Regions from separate parts of the Hordeum vulgare genome. Here region 1 is linked to region 2. The links are chromatin contacts, called in public Hi-C maps. All regions are on one chromosome and are shown on one strand. Each heading gives the region's core, a stretch centred on a gene start, on an enhancer-like site or on the middle of the called end of the contact. The rest is flanking DNA. Distances are from core to core; before and after follow the strand shown. Region 1 holds the start of LOC123398208 (Golgi SNAP receptor complex member 1-1). Region 2 holds the start of LOC123398198 (probable CCR4-associated factor 1 homolog 7).

Region 1 (4,912 bases), core at 1,943-4,442, 200 kb before region 2:
CTGCAGAAGGGTGGTGATATCCTGAAGATGTGAGCCATTGAATCGAAACTGGATGGATGAAGTGGGGCCAAGCTTCTGGCGTCAGAGTTCTCCGTGACAAGAGAGTGCCACAAAAACTAAAAGGAAGGTTCTATAGGACGGTGATTCAACTGATGTTGTGTGGAACTGAATATTGGCCAACTAAAAGGCGACATGCCCAACAGTTAGGTGTAGCAGAGATGCACGTGTTTGAGATGAATATGTGGCCACACAAGAAAGGATCGGGTCTGGAATGAGGATATACATGATAGAGTTGGAGTAGCACCGATTGAAAAAAAGCTTGCCCAACATCGACTGAGCTGGTTTGGGTATAGAGTGCAGGCCTCCAGAAAGGCCAGTGCATAGTGGACGATTAAAGCGTGCTGATAATGTCGGAGGGAGTACTAGACCAAACTTGACATGGGAGGAGTCCATTAAGAGAGATCCGAAGGACTAGAATACCACCAAAGAACTAGCCATGGACCATGGACAGGGGTGCATGGAAGTTAGCTATCCACGTGCCAAAACCATGAGTTGGTTTCAAGATCTTATGGTTTCAACTCTAGCCTACCCCAACTTTTTTGGGCCAAACAGGCTTTGTTGTTGTTGTTCTTGTTCTTGTTCTTGTTCTTGTTCTTGTTATTGTTTTTGTTGTTGCAGTTTTCAATGAGATAGATTTCTAAACAAGCAATTTCACGACCATATAGGTTGAAATTCAGTAAATTCTGCTAAAACTGAAATAGACGAGCACATGTAATTATTACTATTTGAGTATACACTAATCAAGCCAAATGTAATTTATGGGCCTTTGTGGATTTCCTGAACCTCATTGCCCAAAACATATTAGTAACAAGCAAGAACAGTAAAAGTGGGCAACACATGCCATAGGTAAACAAAACAAAAAAGCGGTATGGTTCACTTATTTTATGTGGCAGGCACCGTTTGGTAAGATAACAAATACTGTGTTTGTTAACAAATACAAAAGAAAGATGAATTTGATTTTGTTTCTTTGCCCTGACAGAATTAAATTATCTCCTAACAAGAAAGGTGAGCGAGGCTCCTTCGATTCGAAATGCTTGAGAATTCATGTTGGTAACGCTATGCAACACCATCCATGCATGTAAGCTGTTATCCTGGGTTCATTTGTATGCCTTATATGATAGTATTATATAATAGAGCTAACAATAAACTGATGCAAATATCATAAAACAATACAGGTGCTCCTAAAAGCCAGGACAACCCTACCTGTCCGGAATTCCTGCTGATTGCAGCTTGTTCTCTAAGAAGAGCTTGTTCTGAGTCTCCAGACTCTTCCACGTCAAACTTTGCTCTGTCAAAGTCTCTCAAGTCAAGGAGGGAAGCATGTTGTTGCTTCACTCTGAGACTTGATCGAAGCCGATAGAATTCCTGTGGAATTATTGAATTAGCAACTTTTTGGAATTATGAGAGAAATCTAGCCGTTCTATATGTGGTGTCCATTCAAAGAGTATTGCTCTGCGGCAAACTTTATAATTCATGGTTATTATGACTGGGGAGAAATTAATAGAAACCTTGATTTAACATCAGATGTAAACACACTGTAATTATGAAGAATGTGGTTACTTGGTGTAAGAGGGAATTATTGGAACCTGTGTAAGGTCTTGCAAAATCTCCATATGACGGGTTAATGTATGAGAAAGAACTTCCGAGCCTCCTGACGATACCCAGGTTTGCATTTGAGAATTTACTTGCTGAAGTTGCTTTAGTGATCTTTCTATATCAGTCTCGATATCATTCTCTGAACCATCTGATTTCATAGAAACCAATTTACGGTATGCAATCATTTGGTCGTCTAACTGAGCTTCCAACCTCCTCGCCTACAAGCAGAAATTGTACAGGAACAACATTAACCATGCACACACGCACATCAAATACCATCTATCAGGCTACTCATAGCTTCATGAAACCATAAAGCCATCTTCAACGCAAGTCACTTATACGGGTGCTGAGGGAAATAAAAATATATCATAAAACTAAAAGAAGAATCCGAGCGTTTATCTGTTTCACAATGCTAGACGCTAACCGATAGGCGCTAATAAAATCAAAGTCCAGGCTGGTGCAACAGTGTTTTACCCCGCACGGCATAAAAGGCCCAAGCGCCCGATTCAATTTCTTGAGTTCATGCCTCATCTGACGCCAGGAATTGATGACCTAACTACCTATCTACCAGGATGTCCATCCTAGCGCCTCTCTGTTAGCACCCATGTAGGCCATGCCCTAACGCAGCAATCGTATTTAGTAGTGACATCGTTACAGAAAATAACTTGGCATGGCGCCTTCTTAGCCTAGCAAAGGATGGGTTCAGCCATAGACTCGTACCATACAGTCCGAACACACTAACCGTAAATACCTGACTCTCATGAACAAGCCGGCAACGCATTGCATTACTAGATAGTACTCCATAAGCACGATTACACAATCTAACCAACAAAAGCTTCAGATGGAGAAGGGGCAGTTCGGTAGGATCAAAACTCTAGTCAGTTGCACACTGGATTAGTGGCACATTGCTCCAAATTTACCATGTTAGTCAAAGAAATGGGCTATACCTGCAGCACAGTTTTTTGAACATAGCCACTATGAAACTAGTCTTGGTGTCACGAAAACTCTACAGTTTCAGAAGACGAAGGAAAACGCATTTCGTTCCACAGGCACGGACTACGGATTCGACGAACGAGGCGCTCCAATTTTACGAGGGTCGCCTCTCACGAATTCAGCGGGCAGCGGGGGGAAATCGTCGGCCCGAATACCACAGCGGCAGCGCACTGCGCGGCGCGGGCGCCGGCCAGGGCCGGATCTCGGGCGAGCGGACAACGGCAAGGGGTACCGGGGAGCGGGAGAGAGCGCGCGACGCGGGGATCCGAGGGGGCGGGTATTCACCTGCTTGCGAAGGGCGTCCCAGGACGACGCCTCCATGGCTCCGAGCTCCTCGGCGGCGCCGTCCTAGTGATCCGCCGGGAGATCTCGAGCGGGGGGCGCGGCTGGATCTCGCGCGCGCGCGGCGAGCGAATCAGTGGGAGAGGGTTGGAAGGGGTGGAAAGGGGTGGGTTGCCCGATGGCGTTGGAGAGGGAGAAGCGTCAGGTCGGGGGCACCGTGGTGGTCAACTGGTCGGGTGAGGCTCGGTGGCACGGTGCAGCCACCAATCCGGGGGGGCCCGAGAAAGCCAATATGGTGGCATAGTGCACAATTCGACACTTCTGGTCTACCAAACCTTTATTTTTAAATTAATATAAAAAATTTAAAAAAATCCATACCAAACTACCTAGGCCCTATTTGATTTGCATAATTCTTAGCACCTACCTTTGATTTATAGAAGGAAGGACAGAGTAAAACCCAAGCCAGTTGCTAACAGCATCTCTAACACATCCTGTATAAGTGGTCAAATACCTAAAAAAAATTATGTTTACAGTTTTGATCCCAAAAAGTATGTAGAATAAAAACCGTAAAAGTAATCTAACCCGTAAAAAGTTTAAGGGGCACGGTAAAGCCACATCCGAAACTCTTATTTTTGAAGGTTGGAATGCCGATTCTAGGGGGCCGTATACCGGTCAAACCTCGTCGTAGCAAACACGACGCCGCGAAATTTGCCGGAATCCGTCCTAAACTTGCCGGAATACATCACTGCGCGTCGGAAAAGGCCGTTGGACGCGACAATCGATCGCCGCCGGTTTGAATTGGACGAGCTCGACCTCGCCATGGCCTCCCATGACCTCAACCTGGCCGCCGGAATCCTCTTTGCGCGGCAAGCAAAGGGGCACGGCTCGACCGGCGCGGCTGACAACAGAGCAAGTCGCTGACGACGGAGGCGACGGGGCATGGCCGGCGGGCGACAAGGTGTGGTCAGCGAGGCTGGTCGCGCCCGGCGTGGTGATGGGGCGCGGCCGACGGGGACTGGTCGCGGCTGGCAACAGAGCAAGTCGCTGACGGCGGAGGCGATGGGGCATGGCCGGTGGGCGACAAGGCGTGCCGACGAGGCTGGTCGCGGCCGGTGTGGTGATGGGGCGCGGCCGACGGGGACGGGCCGCAGCCGACGTGACTGACACGGACGGCTGGAGGAAGGGGCAACGGCCGTCGTACCAGAGGAAGGAGCTCTTTACGGTAATTTTACAGTTTATGTTTGAAAATATTTAAAATGGACCCTTAAAATGCTTTTTTTTATCCGTATTCTATTTTTACAGTTTGCATTTTTAGAATGTCTGCTAGAGATGCTTTAACAATGGGTAAGGTTGAAGCATCATTACAAACACCTAGCAAAGGAAAAAAAAAAAGGCAAATTTCTCACAAATATAAGTAAATGTCATGCACCCATCAACTTTCAATCATGCATATCGTTAAAAGTAAGATCAATGAGATCTGACACATTACGCTGCTGAGAGGTTGCTCTGCTTCCAAAGATGCGAGTGGATTAGGATGAGGAGACAATCAAAAACACGATGATCTCTGCCTACAAACCTGGCCCTTGCATCTTATACCATCGAAGCATTAATGTGTGTATGCGATTGGGCAGTTGACGTTGATTTGGAGGTCGGAGAAGCACCGACGCCATGTCTCCCTGGCCCTCACACACTTGACAATAATGTGGTCGATATTGTCCTCGTCTTGCACACACACAAAGCAGCTAGTAGCATATCCGTCGTCGAGAGCATATCTTGCATCACGTACCAGATGAAGATTTTGCACTTGAGCGATGCCCAATACTTCCAAATGCAAGCAGTGTCCGGAAATCTAGTTTTTCCTTCACACAGTAACCGGTAAACAAAGCATGCGTTGTACTGCCGTGACGTCGTCCATGGGCAAATAAAAACATCACGCGATGTGGGAGATAATTGAGGGGGTGTTTGTTTTCACGAATTTTTT
Region 2 (5,117 bases), core at 512-3,011:
AGAAATCATACATCGATGACACCAACGATTGAGACGTGAGGTGGGTCGATGGACGGTGCAGTTCTTACATCATCAAGACACGTGAAGGCGGGGCGGCAGACGATAGTAGGCTTTTATCAGGACGTATGATTGGTAGCAAAGGAGGTGGACGCGTGCGCGTTATCAGCGGGATGAAATGAAGTGTTTTCTCCATTTTTACTCTTATTATATGTCAACATTTTAACTGTGCATCCTACCCTCAGAAAGAAAAGAAAATGTGTATCCGTGTTGCAACACGGAAACAATTTCCTAGTTGTTATTAGAGAGGAAATGTAAGAGCATATCTAGGAGATCCCGTAAAAGAGCGATCCGTAAAATGGGTTTACACAATTTTACGGTGTCATTTCGTGCGCCAAAGATCTAACCTTGTATATGAAACTGTAAAATTTGAAAAAAAAAGTTTGCGGGTGAAGCTACATCATAATTTTCATCGAACTACATCATGGTTCTTCATGAAACTACATCACTTCTTCATCAAACTACATCAGTTTTTCATACTACTACTACGTAGGGGGATCTGCGGGCCGTGCAGCGTACCCGAGCCAAGGCTACCAAAAATAACGGGTGTGGCGGCGACGACGCGACGGAGGAGCCGAAGGAGCTCTGTCCTCGACGGAGTCGAGGTCGATCCAGATCTTGTCCTGCTCGGCCTTCAGGACGCGCAGGTCCGCCTTCTTGGACGCGCTCGCCTGCAACACTGTGTCCCCTTGCTCGAGGAAGATCTGCTCGATCTCGAGCTCGCGGCGTCCTCCCCCGCCTCCCCACCGAGCGCTCCATGATGGCGCGCATGAGGTGATCCTCCTGCCTCGGGGGAGGTAGTCCTCGGGGCCGATGACCACTCCAAACAACGGGACGTCGTCGTCCTTGAGCTTGACGGCGAGCGGCCCGAGCTCCTCTGCCCTCATATTCACCGGAGTGATGGTCCACGAGGACGAGGCGCCCCTGGACGAACTCCTAGCGGCAGAGGTGCGGAGTCGGCGTTGGAGGCGCGGGTAGCGATGGCGCTCAGTGTCATCCCCTCCATTTTCGTGGTCGTCCATGGTCGGGACGACCCACTATGGGTTTTTTGTCTCGTCGGCGGCGGGAAATTAGGGTTGAATGGGAGATGAATCGTGGCGGAGCTGCGGCGGCAGAGGATAAGGTTTGACCCGTAAACGCGTTGTGAAACCGCATATATGCCGATTGGAGATGTCTTTTTTCAGGTCGCTGTAAAAAATTTATGGACCAAATACGCGATACGGGGTCTGTTATGGTCACTAAAACAGATCGAACTCGTATATTCGTTGAAATTGTACGGATATTTTTTTACGGGGTTTGATGCTCTAAAACAAAGCTAAAGAAAAGCTTAGAGAAAGGAAGACTTGCAACGACCAACCCCAAGTCAAAGAAACCCTCCCACCGAAGCTCTCTCCGCCGGAAGAAGCAAAACAAAACCAAAACCAAATTGTTCATCCACACTTGCCCTTCCCCTTGTTTTCCTTGCTGGTTCCAATCCAGCCTTCACCTGACGTGCCGCCCTCACCTCCACAAAAAAAATGGCCCCACGAGCCCCTGGCCCACCGGGCAGCCACCCAGGAAGCCGCCCCTCCTCACGCTCCCGGCCGGCAATCATGCCACAGGACCCACCATTTGCGGGTCCCACCACGTGGCACCAATCCGACCCGGGCGGCGCACGTCACCCACTTTCCCCATTCGCGCTTCCCCCCGCCCTCCTCCTTCTTCCCCCGAATCCCCAATCCCACGCTCCTCTCCCCCTCCCTTCCTCCCCTGGATCTCCTCCTCCCGCCCCGCCCCGCCGCACCTCCCCGCCCACGGGAGCCCCCGCCGCTCGCCCGTGGGCCCCGCCGCCTCCCGCTCCTCCGCTCCGAGGGCTCCAGGAAGGAGAGGGGAGGGAAAGCTCGAGCCTTTGATGCCCGGCAGCCGATGGCGACGCCGGCCGTAGACAAGCCCGACGGGGTGGAGATCCGCGAGGTGTGGGCGGAGAACCTCGAGGCCGAGTTCGCCGTGATCCGGGACATCGTCGACGACTACCCCTACGTCGCCATGGACACCGAGTTCCCGGGCGTCGTCTGCCGCCCGCTCGGCACCTTCAAGTCCAACGCTGACTTCAACTACGCCACGCTCAAGGCCAACGTCGACATGCTCAAGCTCATCCAGCTCGGCCTCACCTTCTCGGACGAGCGCGGCGGCCTCCCCGCCCTCGGCCCGGACGGCCGCCCCTGCGTCTGGCAGTTCAACTTCCGGGGCTTCGACCCGCGGACCGACGTCGCCGCCGCCGACTCCATCGACCTGCTGCGCCGCAGCGGGATCGACTTCGCCCGCCACGCCGCCGAGGGGGCTGACTCGCGCCGCTTCGCCGAGCTGCTCATGTCCTCCGGGGTCGTCCTCAACGCCGAGATCCACTGGGTCACCTTCCACAGCGGCTACGACTTCGGCTACCTGCTCAAGCTGCTCACCGGCTCCAACCTGCCGGACACCAGCTCCGGCTTCTTCGACCTCATCAGGATTTACTTCCCCGTGATCTACGACATCAAGCACTTGATGAGATTCTGCAACAGCCTCCACGGCGGACTGAACAAGCTCGCTGAGCTGCTCGACGTCGAGCGGGTCGGAATCTGCCATCAGGCAGGCTCTGATTCTCTGCTCACAGCGCTCTCTTTCAACAAGCTCAAGGAGTCATACTTCGGTGGATTGACTGAGAAATATGCTGGTGTGTTGTATGGTCTAGGCACAGAGGGCGGGGAAACCACCTCTGTTCACTGAGTACTGGATAGTTAAATAAATGATGAACTATTTATGAGAGAAAAGGAGAAACCTGTCTGCTGATTGAATGTGTGATGTCTGATTATATCCCTTTGCTTGACACCGAAAAGGTACTACCTTTCCCTCAACTACTTGCTCTGCTGAATGTGTTTAGGTTAGATGACTGAGTTTTTGTTGTTTGATTTTGCATGCTGAAGTTGATGAAACACGCTCTAGATACTGGTTAAAGTCTGCCTATGCTGATTCTTCACACGACCTGTAGAGTTAAACACTTGATAGATAGCAAAAAGAACACTTCTTTTGTCATGCATATAGTGTTGATTGCTTACTGTTGTGTGTTTTGTTTGAGGAATCACCTACCTCCCGTCATGGACAGGCGCATGGCTAACCATGGCAGTCAATGACTCCAATTCTACCACTAGTTGGTTCAAGCTGTATACTACAGTATATATGTCCATGCTTCCAGACCAATAGGGTACTTTCTGGTGTCGAACTTTCTGGTCCATGCTTCCATACCAATGGACGGTGGAAGTACTGTATTATGTGAAGAGGGGCATCATTTAACCATTTATTAGGAGATTAAGCAGAGATGACCAAAGAATTTGTTTCCCAGTCATGAGCTCTGAGTCTCTGCGTCATGGACAAGGATAAGCTCAGCTGTTGTTCATATATATTGTCAGGATTCTGTTTAGTGCCACTTATTTTGGGAAGAAAGGAGTAGCATTTAGCAAGGACTGTCTATTATGTAAAGAATAGCAATCATATCCAAATAACTCAAGAAACTTTCCCTAGACATGATTCAGAGTCTAAGAATCATGTATGTACCAGGATCAGGTCAGTGGCCGGTCTGAGGAACGGAGGATGATTTCAGATGCTGCCCTCTCTAGTAGTCTGGTCACACCCATCAACCCATCCTCTTCTTTCTTCTCCTCTCTCGTCCAGTCATAGCACTTGGGTAGTTTTGAGAGCGACCTTTTTAATTGGGGTTATAACTGAACTGTCACCTCTTAAATTTTACTTTCTGAAGGTATCTTTGGTAGAAACATTTTTTGAAAGCGGCCTCTTTCATTATGGTTATAGAAGTTCCATGTGTTGGCTGTTCATTTTTGAATTGATCTATATTCATGGACTGTGTAGTCAGAGGATTCTCATCCATTTCCAGCTAAAGCTTACATCTACTCCCTCCGTCCGGAAATACTTGTCGTAAGAATGGATGTATCTTAGTTCTAGATACATCCATTTGTATCCATTTTTGTGACAAGTAATTCCGGACGGAGGGAGTAGTTCGCAGTTTCCTCGGCAGTTCAATACACTGATTTACACTGTTCTATATTATGTTAGTAGACTGTTAAGAAATGCTCTTAACATCGAGTTTGAACTAAATTGTGACAGAACAGAAGTAGATTACAGTCCCTTTATTTATATCGTATACATGGATGTAGAGTGCATATCAATTAGTCAAGTGCCCTTTTGCCTCAGTGCAACCTCCAATTAGTTAGAAAAGGTCCTTCCCTGGTCATTCCTATATGAGTTGTCTTTGCATTGTGCTTTACAATTCTGATGATTACTAATCTTGTCATTCTCCTTTTGCTTGTCTTGCTCGTGTTGTATTATTCTCTTTCCTTACTGTAGATTGTTTGCCTGATATGCGGGGCTTCTCAGTTCTTTCTCCTTTTGCCTTGGTGTATAACCTCTGAGATAGGTTAGAGAAGTCCCTTTCCTGGTTACTTCTGTGTGAATTATCTCTCTGCATTTTCTGACGATTACTAATTTCATCATATCCCATTTGCTTCCCGTGGTCTTGGTGTATTATCTTTTCTTACTATAGATTGTTTGCCTGAATAGTGTGGCTCATCAGTTCTTTGTAGCCACAATGCTGAATATAGCTGACTGTATCTTGGGAGGCATTGCTAGATCATAGACAGTTCATTCTTTTGGGCTTTATCGTTTTATGTAGGCGCGCCCCTTGTTGGTTTGCTTAGAGGCTTAAGCTTGAGGGCAACCCAGCTTTACTGTGTACCATTCATGGGGGATCAGTTATTTATTTGCCGGCTGACAAGTGAATCTTCTTTTGATGCGTTTCTTGTTCTGTATTTGTTGGTTATGCTCACATTGACAGCTTTAGTGTGCCAAGCATTTCACATCGGTACATACTGTGAATGTAGAGTTTGCAGCTTAACATCTCCTCTATTTAGATTTTACAATGCAGGTCTATGTGTTTTCTATGCGAACTCTTACTAGCATTTTTGCTTGTCTTGAAGAAATAGATTCAAAATTCACCATAGCTGAATTGGGATCAGCAATATTGCTTTGCA

Evidence for each region. A called contact is a pair of places that touch in the nucleus more often than the background predicts.
Region 1: a Hi-C map of leaf shows a contact between it and region 2, with 5 times the contacts expected there. The contact joins the promoter of LOC123398208 here to the promoter of LOC123398198 in region 2. A contact is called at or near these places in 4 of 6 Hi-C or Micro-C datasets (leaf and seedling) and 1 of 1 datasets of contacts at active chromatin or transcription factors (embryo).

Annotation. Positions count from the first base shown.
Region 1 is chr5H:446,726,000-446,730,911 of MorexV3_pseudomolecules_assembly, reverse strand. It overlaps LOC123398208 (Golgi SNAP receptor complex member 1-1), which reads right to left and starts at 3,192. Exons shown (of 5, transcript XM_045092707.1): 1 at 2,935-3,192; 2 at 1,647-1,874; 3 at 1,264-1,425. The coding sequence starts at 2,970.
Region 2 is chr5H:446,523,417-446,528,533 of MorexV3_pseudomolecules_assembly, reverse strand. It overlaps LOC123398198 (probable CCR4-associated factor 1 homolog 7), which reads left to right and starts at 1,761. Exons shown (of 1, transcript XM_045092697.1): 1 at 1,761-2,870. The coding sequence starts at 1,963. The coding sequence ends at 2,802.